3 separate regions of the Sus scrofa genome follow, and regions 1 and 3 are each linked to region 2. Evidence: chromatin contacts called from public Hi-C data. All regions are on one chromosome and are shown on one strand. Each heading gives the region's core, a stretch centred on a gene start, on an enhancer-like site or on the middle of the called end of the contact. The rest is flanking DNA. Distances are from core to core; before and after follow the strand shown.

Region 1 (2,700 bases), core at 193-2,692, 200 kb before region 2:
TTTCAAATTATTATTTTCTCTGGATATATGCCCAGGAGTGCGATTGCTGGTTCATATGGTAACTCTATTTTGAGTTTCTAAGGAAATTCCATACAGTTCTCCATAGTGGTTTCACCAGCTTACTGTCCTACCAACAGTGTAGGAGTGTTGTCTTTTCTCCACACCCACTGCAGTATTTATTATTCGTAAATTTTTATGATGGACATCCTGAGTGGTGTGAAGTGATAGCACTTTGCAGTTTTGATGTGCATTTCTATAAAAATTAATGATGTTAAGCATTTTTTTGTGTGCTTTTTAGCCATCTATCTTCTTTGGAGAAAGGTCTGTTTAGATCTTCTGACCACTTTTTAATTTTTTTTTTTCTGGTATAAAGATGTATAAGCTGTTTGTATGTTTTGGAGATTAATATCTTGTTGGTTGCTTTGTTTGCAAAGATTTTCTCCCATTCTGTGGAGTGTCTTTTCTTTTTTTGTCTTTTTTTTAAATGGTTTCCTTTGCTAGCGTGGCTTTGGAATTTCAGTTCCTACAAGATGGCAATGGCTTTAGGCATAATTCTACATTATGGTCACTAGATGGCAGTAGAAACCAGTGCCTCCATGATCTTTAAAAACTATTCACCAATTACTGACTATCTACTCTGCATGAGGTACTTTGTTAGGAACTGAGAGGAGTGGGTGTGGAGAAGGGGTGGGCACAAAGATAAATAAGAGGCAATTTCTGGCTTTCAAGAATTCAGGAGTTAACAGAAAGAAAGATTAACCAAATCAAATTGTGGTAATCCTACAGTAGATGTTTAAACCAATATTATAGTAAAACAGGAGGCAGGGATTAATTCTGACTACAAAAATGGAAGAAGGCTTCACAGAACAAATTTGATATGGACCTTGAAGGATGGGCATAGGTTGGACATAGGGAGTGGGAAGAAGCAAGTAGAGGGGGGAAAGCATTCCAAACAGAGGGTACAAATCTGGGAAGAATATTTAGAGAATAGTAAATATTGAGGTGTGGCAACAAATTAAGATATGTGAAGGAAATAACGGCAATTTTTGGGGGAAGCAAAGTTGGCATCTCGTCATGGGAGTGCTTAACATGGGTGCAGGGCGCTGCCTCTGATACCTGTGATCACTTCCCTGTCTACGGGCTGCATGCTGGGTGAGCAGGCAGTTTTTGGATAAAATACTCTGTCCTTTGTGGCAGAACAGCTTGTCTCAGTGTCCTGGGAAGCCACTGCTGGATCAGAAGCTGAGGACACAAATACTCCCAGGGAGGAGGCTAAGTGGGTGCCTTGCCTGGGTGGGCACCAGGCCAGACTCAGCCTCTCTGAAGAGCCTAGGTGACCTCAGCTTGTTTCCATGTGGGGATGTGGGCAAGGTATTACAAGTCTTCTAATTTTTCAAGAGAAGTCGGAAATACTAATTTATGTGACATTTCCTGCTTTTTAAATGCTGGCACTGACTCATGGTTTAGAAAGCACCAAGTGAGCCAAGCAAAACATAGCTGTGGGCTGGAGCAATCATTCTGTGACCTCTGTTCCAGAGAGTCATCTGCGGGTTCCTTTCCTGGTCTTTGTCATGGCTGAGATCCAGACCCCAATGTCCATGGAGGGAGTTCCTCCTTTCCTAATTTCCCCTTTCGTGTGTAGAAAGCTTTCCTAGCAGTGTCGCTCAGATCCACTCTCCCCAGACCTTCCTGCCAGTTCTGTACCAACCCCTGTCCCCACCCACTCCATCCTGGCATCCTTCTTATGTCTCAAATACATCAGTGCCAGCTTTAACAAGGACCTGATGGTTTATTTGTACTCAGAAACTGTCATTCACAAGTTACTCTGGTCTTCAGAAGTAATTTTCCTTTAAAATCTCGTGCTTCTGTAAGCTTTTAGGTTACACTTAAAATAGTATAGTCTACTTGCATATCTACCTATGGGTTTTAAGCCCTTAGTATTTCCTATTAATGAGAACTAGGGGAGAACTGGGATTTTGTTTTTCTCTTGCTGATGTCCTATTACAGTTGTCAGGATCAAAGGCAAAGGGTGATCAGTATTCCATGTTTCTTGAGTCCATGGAAGCTGGGAATTTGATTCAAGGGCACAAGAGTACCTGAGAAATTGATGATGGAGAGGCATGGAGTGCAGGCTAAGGAAGGAGGGAGGAAGTTTCTTTCCTTCCCTTTCTCTCTTTTCTGGAGATCAGAGCTCCAGGTGGCACAGCAGAAAAGAATAGATTCTAAAGCCAGACTCTCAGAAGTTCCATCTCAGTTCTTCCCCTGATAAGAAAGGTGACTTGGGGCACATTCCTTAGACTCTGTCTCCTCACCTGTGAAGTGGTGATATTAATACTATCTCCTAGAGCTGTTTTGAAGAATAAATAAAATGGCCCAATGTACGCAGAAGGTAAATAAATGGGTATTTTTTTCTTGTACTTTTTTTTTTTTTTTTTAATAGCCATACCTGCGGCATGTGGAAGTTTCCAGGCTAGGGATTGTCAGAGCTGAAGCTGAGGCCTGTTCTACAGCCACAGCCATAGCAACAGCAATCTATGCCCCAGCTTGTGGCAATACTGGATCTTTAATCCACTCAATGAGGCCAGGGATCAAATCTGTGTCCTCATGGACTCTACCCATGAGCCACAATAGGAACCCCTTGTGTGTGTGTTTTTAATATGAATGTTGCCATAGCATTTATTTTCAAAGACCAATTACAGA
Region 2 (2,700 bases), core at 167-2,666:
GGAATTTGGGGTTAGTAGATGCAAGCTATAGGCTTTGGAATGGATAAGCAATGGGATCCTCTGTATAGCACTGGGAACTATGTCTGGTCACTTGTAATGGAGCATGATAATGTGAGAAAAAAGAATGTATGCATATATGTGTGACTGGGTCATTCTTGCTGTGTAGCAGAAAATTGACAGAACACTAAATCAGTTATAATGGAAAAAACAAAAATCATTTTATATATATATAAAAGAAATAATACTAAAGAAAAAAATGCCTTAGACCATAAAGTGTGATAATCAGTAAGTTCCCAAGTTAAGAATGTTTCAGCCTTAGTTTCACACTACTTTCCATTTTACTTGCCAATAGTACATTTAAAGTAAGGCAGGAAAGACCTGAATAGATTAAATAATTTGGTACTTTGGGATGAATATTGAAAAACATGAACCTTAGTGCATGTGTGGCAGGTCAGAAAGCCAGTACTTGTTAGAACAAGAGAAGGGAATTCCCAAAGTCATAGGCAGAAAGTAACTTTGTCCATTTGGAACCACAGTTGTGCTGTTTGCAACATTGTATTTCACTCTGTGTTAAAGTGTGGCTATTGGATAGATACGAAAAAAAAAAAAAAAAAGAAAGAAAAGAAAAACAGAATAATTGACACCCAAACCAGGGATATTTGTGAGTTAGCATTTGAGATGACACCTGGAAAGAAAGAAGAGGTTTGAGAAGCTGCTCTCAGGTTCCCTGCAATTTGCTCATGGAAACCCCTTTCCAATACCCAGAGTATTGTAAGAAGCTTTGCTGGTAAAGAACCATCAAAGGCAAAGAACCAGAATGAGGATTAAATGTTAAACTCTTCGACACACCTGGAAAGTAAATCTAGTAAGAGGGAATTCGTGCCTTTATTGGGAACTATACTGGGATCATGAAAAGTCTGAAAACCCTAAGTCAAACAACCTAATTTGTACAGCCTTCTGTAAAATTTAGCAGAGGATTTAGGAGATCACTAAAGTGAAAGAATTTTAATTTGTATGTTCTAAATATGAGTCAACTGCCAAAACTGCCAAAACACTAACACTGTTAGTCTAGGCACAGGACCAAAATAAGGGGAAATGTCAGTGGTTGTGTATTATGAAACAGTCAAGCTACTTGTTTACTGCTGGGTTTATCCCTGGATGTCACATTTTAACAGGAATACTGATCAATTAGAACATGTACAAAGGAAAATAACTAGAGTGATCAGGAACTTGGAAACAACTCATAAAAAACAATTAATGACTGGAGTTCCTGTTGTGGCTCAGTGGTTAATGGATCTGACTAGGAACCATAAGGTTGCGGGTTTGATCCCTGGCCTTGCTCGGTGGGTCCGGCGTTGCCATGAGCTGTGGTGTAGGTTGCAGACTTGGCTCGGGTCCTGCATTGCTGTGGCTATGTTGTAGGCCAGCAGCTACAGCTTTGATTAGGCCCCTAGCCTGGGAACCTCCATATGCCATGGGTGCGGGCCTAGAAAAGCCAAAAAAAAAAAAAAAAAAAAAAGAGAGAGACAAAAAGATAAAAAAAAAATTAATGACTAATGAGAAAATGTGGCCTCAAAAGAGAAAAAGGAAAGACTGATGCAATTCCATGTTTGAAGGAATGTCATATGGGAAGGGGAACAAACTCATTTGTGTTGGTCTATAGGGCAGATGGACAGGGAAGTTTTGGAGATGCAGATTTAAAGACATGTTTGAAAAGAATTATCTAATAATTAACACGTCAATTGTGCATAAGGTTATGTGAAGTAATAGGCTGAAAATGATCAAGGAGAAGCTCTTGGGGATGTTGCAGTGGGTGGGGTTTCTGCACTAGGTGCGGCTTTGTGCTGGGTGACTCATACATTGCTAGCTCTTGAATTGTAGAGCTTCTTCCCTCTCAGATAGATTTTTTTTAATGAAAATTGCTCTTGGAAATTCACTTCGTTTTTCTCCTGTGTGAGTCAAGTAAATCCACTTACTTACTGAGTTACATTTATTTATTAGAGAATATAATGTGGTTTGCAAAGTAGCCCTCTGTTGTGAGGAAAAGGTTGTCTGAATTTGAGTTGTCTCTCATAGTACATTCCAGGTCCCAAAGACTTCATTAAGCAGAAGGATATGGTTGATACTTTTCCTCAAAAAGAAAAGGTTTTTTTTCTGTTTGATGGTTGGAGAGTGTTCCTGCCCTAAGAAAAGGAGAATAACTTTTAGTACACTTGTTCATGCCAATGTTCTATATTGAAAATATGTCTAGACCTCCCCTAATTCAGAGTTCCCAACATGATACTAGGTAAGTATTCATGTTTACTTTACTAGAGCCTTACAAATAATTGATTCAGATTTGATTCATTTTTTAAAAAATAACTTTATATACTATTATACTTTGAAATATTCTAAATGGCATATGCATTCATTCACATATATATTCAGAAAATATGTATTATCCTACCATATATGGGAATACAGGAGTGAACAAGACAGAAATATCCCCTGCCCTACGTGAACTTAGATTTTAAGTAAAGGGAGACAGAAAAAAACAAAAAAACAAGTATTTAGCACACAACATGCAGAAAAGTGAATAGATAGATGGAGGGATTGATCAATGTGTTTAGCTCATTTAAAGTGCTACATAAAAGGGGGTGTGATGGTGGCTATGTAAGAATTGCTAATAGAGAATATGTGCTTATGTTTCATGGAGAAGCT
Region 3 (2,786 bases), core at 169-2,668, 220 kb after region 2:
CTGTAAAAGGAACAGCTTAGCAAGATTAGACCCAGCCTTCCTTCCTGCCCACCGCTCCCGCCCCCTTGCTTTTCTGTAACATCTCTTAAGACAAGTTAGGAGTCTTCTGCTCTTTCATGCAAGTAAGATCTGTCCTCATTTGCCAAATTCCTCCTTGGTATACTGTTTTGGCTCACTGAGCCCCAATTTCCCATTCTGGATAACAGCACTTAATAGTCATCTTGTCAAGAAACTCATTCAGTCACAGAGATCCTTCATGGATAAAGCTAGGACCAATTAATTTGAAATGGTCACAGACTCCCAGAATGCACTGAGAGTAAAATCTGGGAGCTTCCTGGCTACTGGGTCTTTTCCTATGAAACAGAAGTAACAGTGTCCTACTTTCAGGGCATAAAGGCAATAAAAACTATTCTAATCCTTCAGAGATCAATAGATTTGAGTGTAGCTTTTTTTTACTGTTGGGTCTTTTCCTACTTTTTAACTACGTAAAAAACCTTAAACCAATGAGTATTCAAAAGCAAGAAAGAGGCAAAACAATGAAGAAAGGAAGTTAAGAAATAAAATGTCTGGAAATTTTGTGGTTAAAAAAACAAAGAAGTTTGATAAGCAATGAGATCCTGCTGTGTAGCACTGGGAACTATATCTAGTCACTTATGAGGGAGCATGATAATGTGAGAAAAAAGAATGAAAACATGTATGTGTAACTGGGTCACCTTGCTATACAATAGAAAATTGACAGAACACTGTAAACCAGCTATAATGGAAAAAATAAAAAAACACTATAAAAATCACTTAAAAATAATAATAAATAATAAAAATTGAAGTATTAAAAAAAAGAAGTTCAATATGGAGCAAAGCCTAAAATAGCCTAAGTGAAAAAAGCAAAAGCAAAGGGCATAAAGTATATTACCACTTGTGTTAAAAAAAATAGTAATAATGTCTGTGCAGGCATTGAATTTATCTGAAAGAATATATGTTGCCTTTGGAAAAAGGAACTGGAAGTCTGGGGTCAGGGGTAGCAGGGACCCTTACTTTCCATGGTCTACTATTTTGTATTTTTAAAATTTTGTATTACATACTGAAAAAGGAAACAGAAAAACAAAAACAAAAACCTACCACCTATTGTGCCTGCCAAGAACACCCGCTCCTCCCACCAGGTTATTTTTGGCAAGATGTCCAGATCAAAGGTGTGGGGAAGGATTTGTTTTCATACTCGGGGGGCGGGAATCCCTGCTTCCCACTTTCCTGGCACACTTGCAGCAGCAAACGGATTCCACTGGGGCCTGCCCACACAGATGAAGAATCCCCTACTTCCCTTTAAGTAAAATCATAAGCCTCAAAGCAACTGAAACCAACAGGCAGTGCAGGAAGAAGGGATAGCCTTTCTGAGCCCTGCCAGCGGCCAGGCCCAGGAATGATATTAGTCAGTGGTGAGCACATGGAGAGGTGCTGACTTGGGAAGACTTGACAGTCTTTGGCTGTCTCTCCTGTGACCTTTTGTGAGGGTGGATTCCTGTTCTTTGTGCTTACAGCAACGTTCTGGAAGAAGGCCTCTCAAAAGGCATATTACCCAATCATCATAATCCCCTGGGTAAATGAATGCCCCTCAGGTTGGTCCCAGCCTGAAAGGCCACCTTACTAAAATCAGAAACAGTCTTTTCACACAAAGAGCATAGGGCTCAGCAATGAAGGAACCTGGTTCCAATGGCAATCAGGCAAGTACAGTGTCACCTTAGGCCAGTTTCATAATTTCCCTAGGTGTCAGTTTTCTCAACTTTAAAAATTATTCAAAGATCACAGGCATCCCTTCAGCACTGTCCACGATTTAAATTTTTAAAGTTGCAACTCTAAGTCAATTCTAATAAAGAGAAAAACAGGAAACCTCCTCATCCCAAATTTACTTCAAGCTCTCTGACCTAAAACCCCTCATGATTTGGGTATTTGAGTGATTTTGCAAAATCTCCAAAAGGTTCCTGCAAATCAAAGAAATTTCCCAATGTTCTAAAGTACTCTGATGAAGTAGGGGCGGTAGTGACCAAGAGGACATTGTAAGACCAAGATGCTGAGAGGCGGCAAGGAATACACACAACTCCCCTCTCAGGTTAGAAGCACTGCAACTCCAGGCTCAGGCTTCCTTCCTTCTCCTGAATATTATCCAGTATTAGAAATTGGCCTCTTCCTCAGAAGTTTTTCACTAGCATCAGCACGACCAAGTCTAGGCAATGTTGTGAAATAAGGTCGTTCTTCTTCTTGCTCCATGTCCCTCCACAAGTTTCCCCTGCATCCCCCATACTTGATTACCTCATGCTGACCACCCCACTGCCCAGAAACACCCCCACAGTACCCAATTCAAGGCCTTCCATGGCCTGGTGCCAACCTCCTTGTCAAGCATTATTATTATACTTATCCTTTCTGTGTCTTATGCTCCAGCCAGTCATTTCCTCTAAACTCTTTGCCCTTGAATAGAGCCTGGGAGGATAAAAGAGAGCGCATAGGCTTGGGAGTCAGATTCAATTCAAATTGTGACCTCTCTAGCTTTGTGAATTTGAAAACATTATATACCATTTCTGAGCTTTAGCTTTCATATCTGTGAAAGTAAGCCATAATAACATTCCAGGAGATGACTGTAAAGCTTAAATAAGTTAACATATGTGAAAGCACTGAGCAGTTTGTTTGGCACATGGTAAGCATTCAAAAAATATTTTCTTCTTTGGTTCTCTCCACCAAGAATGTCCCCCAATCTCTGTTTACCCATCAAAAATATCACTACTTACAAGGCCTAAATC

The links. Hi-C and Micro-C count contacts between places; a contact is called where the count stands out from the background.
Region 1: a contact with region 2 is called in a Hi-C map of liver, with 6 times the contacts expected there. The contact joins two enhancer-like sites. A contact is called at or near these places in 4 of 47 Hi-C or Micro-C datasets (embryonic fibroblasts, liver and subcutaneous adipose tissue).
Region 3: a contact with region 2 is called in a Hi-C map of liver, with 1.7 times the contacts expected there. The contact joins two enhancer-like sites. A contact is called at or near these places in 15 of 47 Hi-C or Micro-C datasets (adipose tissue, alveolar macrophages, embryonic fibroblasts and 9 more) and 2 of 2 datasets of contacts at active chromatin or transcription factors (alveolar macrophages and skeletal muscle).

Annotation. Positions count from the first base shown.
Region 1 is chr9:115,137,244-115,139,943 of Sscrofa11.1, forward strand. No RefSeq gene overlaps it. Among named protein-coding and RNA genes, the nearest start is that of FASLG, 70 kb to the left of the region's middle. Within about 2 kb of position 1,443, at least 19 of the 83 cell types and tissues checked have an H3K27ac peak or open chromatin away from gene starts, as enhancers often do. A contact at or near this core is called in liver, where this site is marked.
Region 2 is chr9:115,339,550-115,342,249 of Sscrofa11.1, forward strand. No RefSeq gene overlaps it. Among named protein-coding and RNA genes, the nearest start is that of TNFSF18, 120 kb to the right of the region's middle. Within about 2 kb of position 1,417, at least 3 of the 83 cell types and tissues checked have an H3K27ac peak or open chromatin away from gene starts, as enhancers often do. A contact at or near this core is called in liver, where this site is marked.
Region 3 is chr9:115,555,348-115,558,133 of Sscrofa11.1, forward strand. All of the region lies in intron 1 of TNFSF4 (TNF superfamily member 4), which reads right to left. Among named protein-coding and RNA genes, the nearest start is that of TNFSF4, 16 kb to the right of the region's middle. Within about 2 kb of position 1,419, at least 16 of the 83 cell types and tissues checked have an H3K27ac peak or open chromatin away from gene starts, as enhancers often do. A contact at or near this core is called in liver, where this site is marked.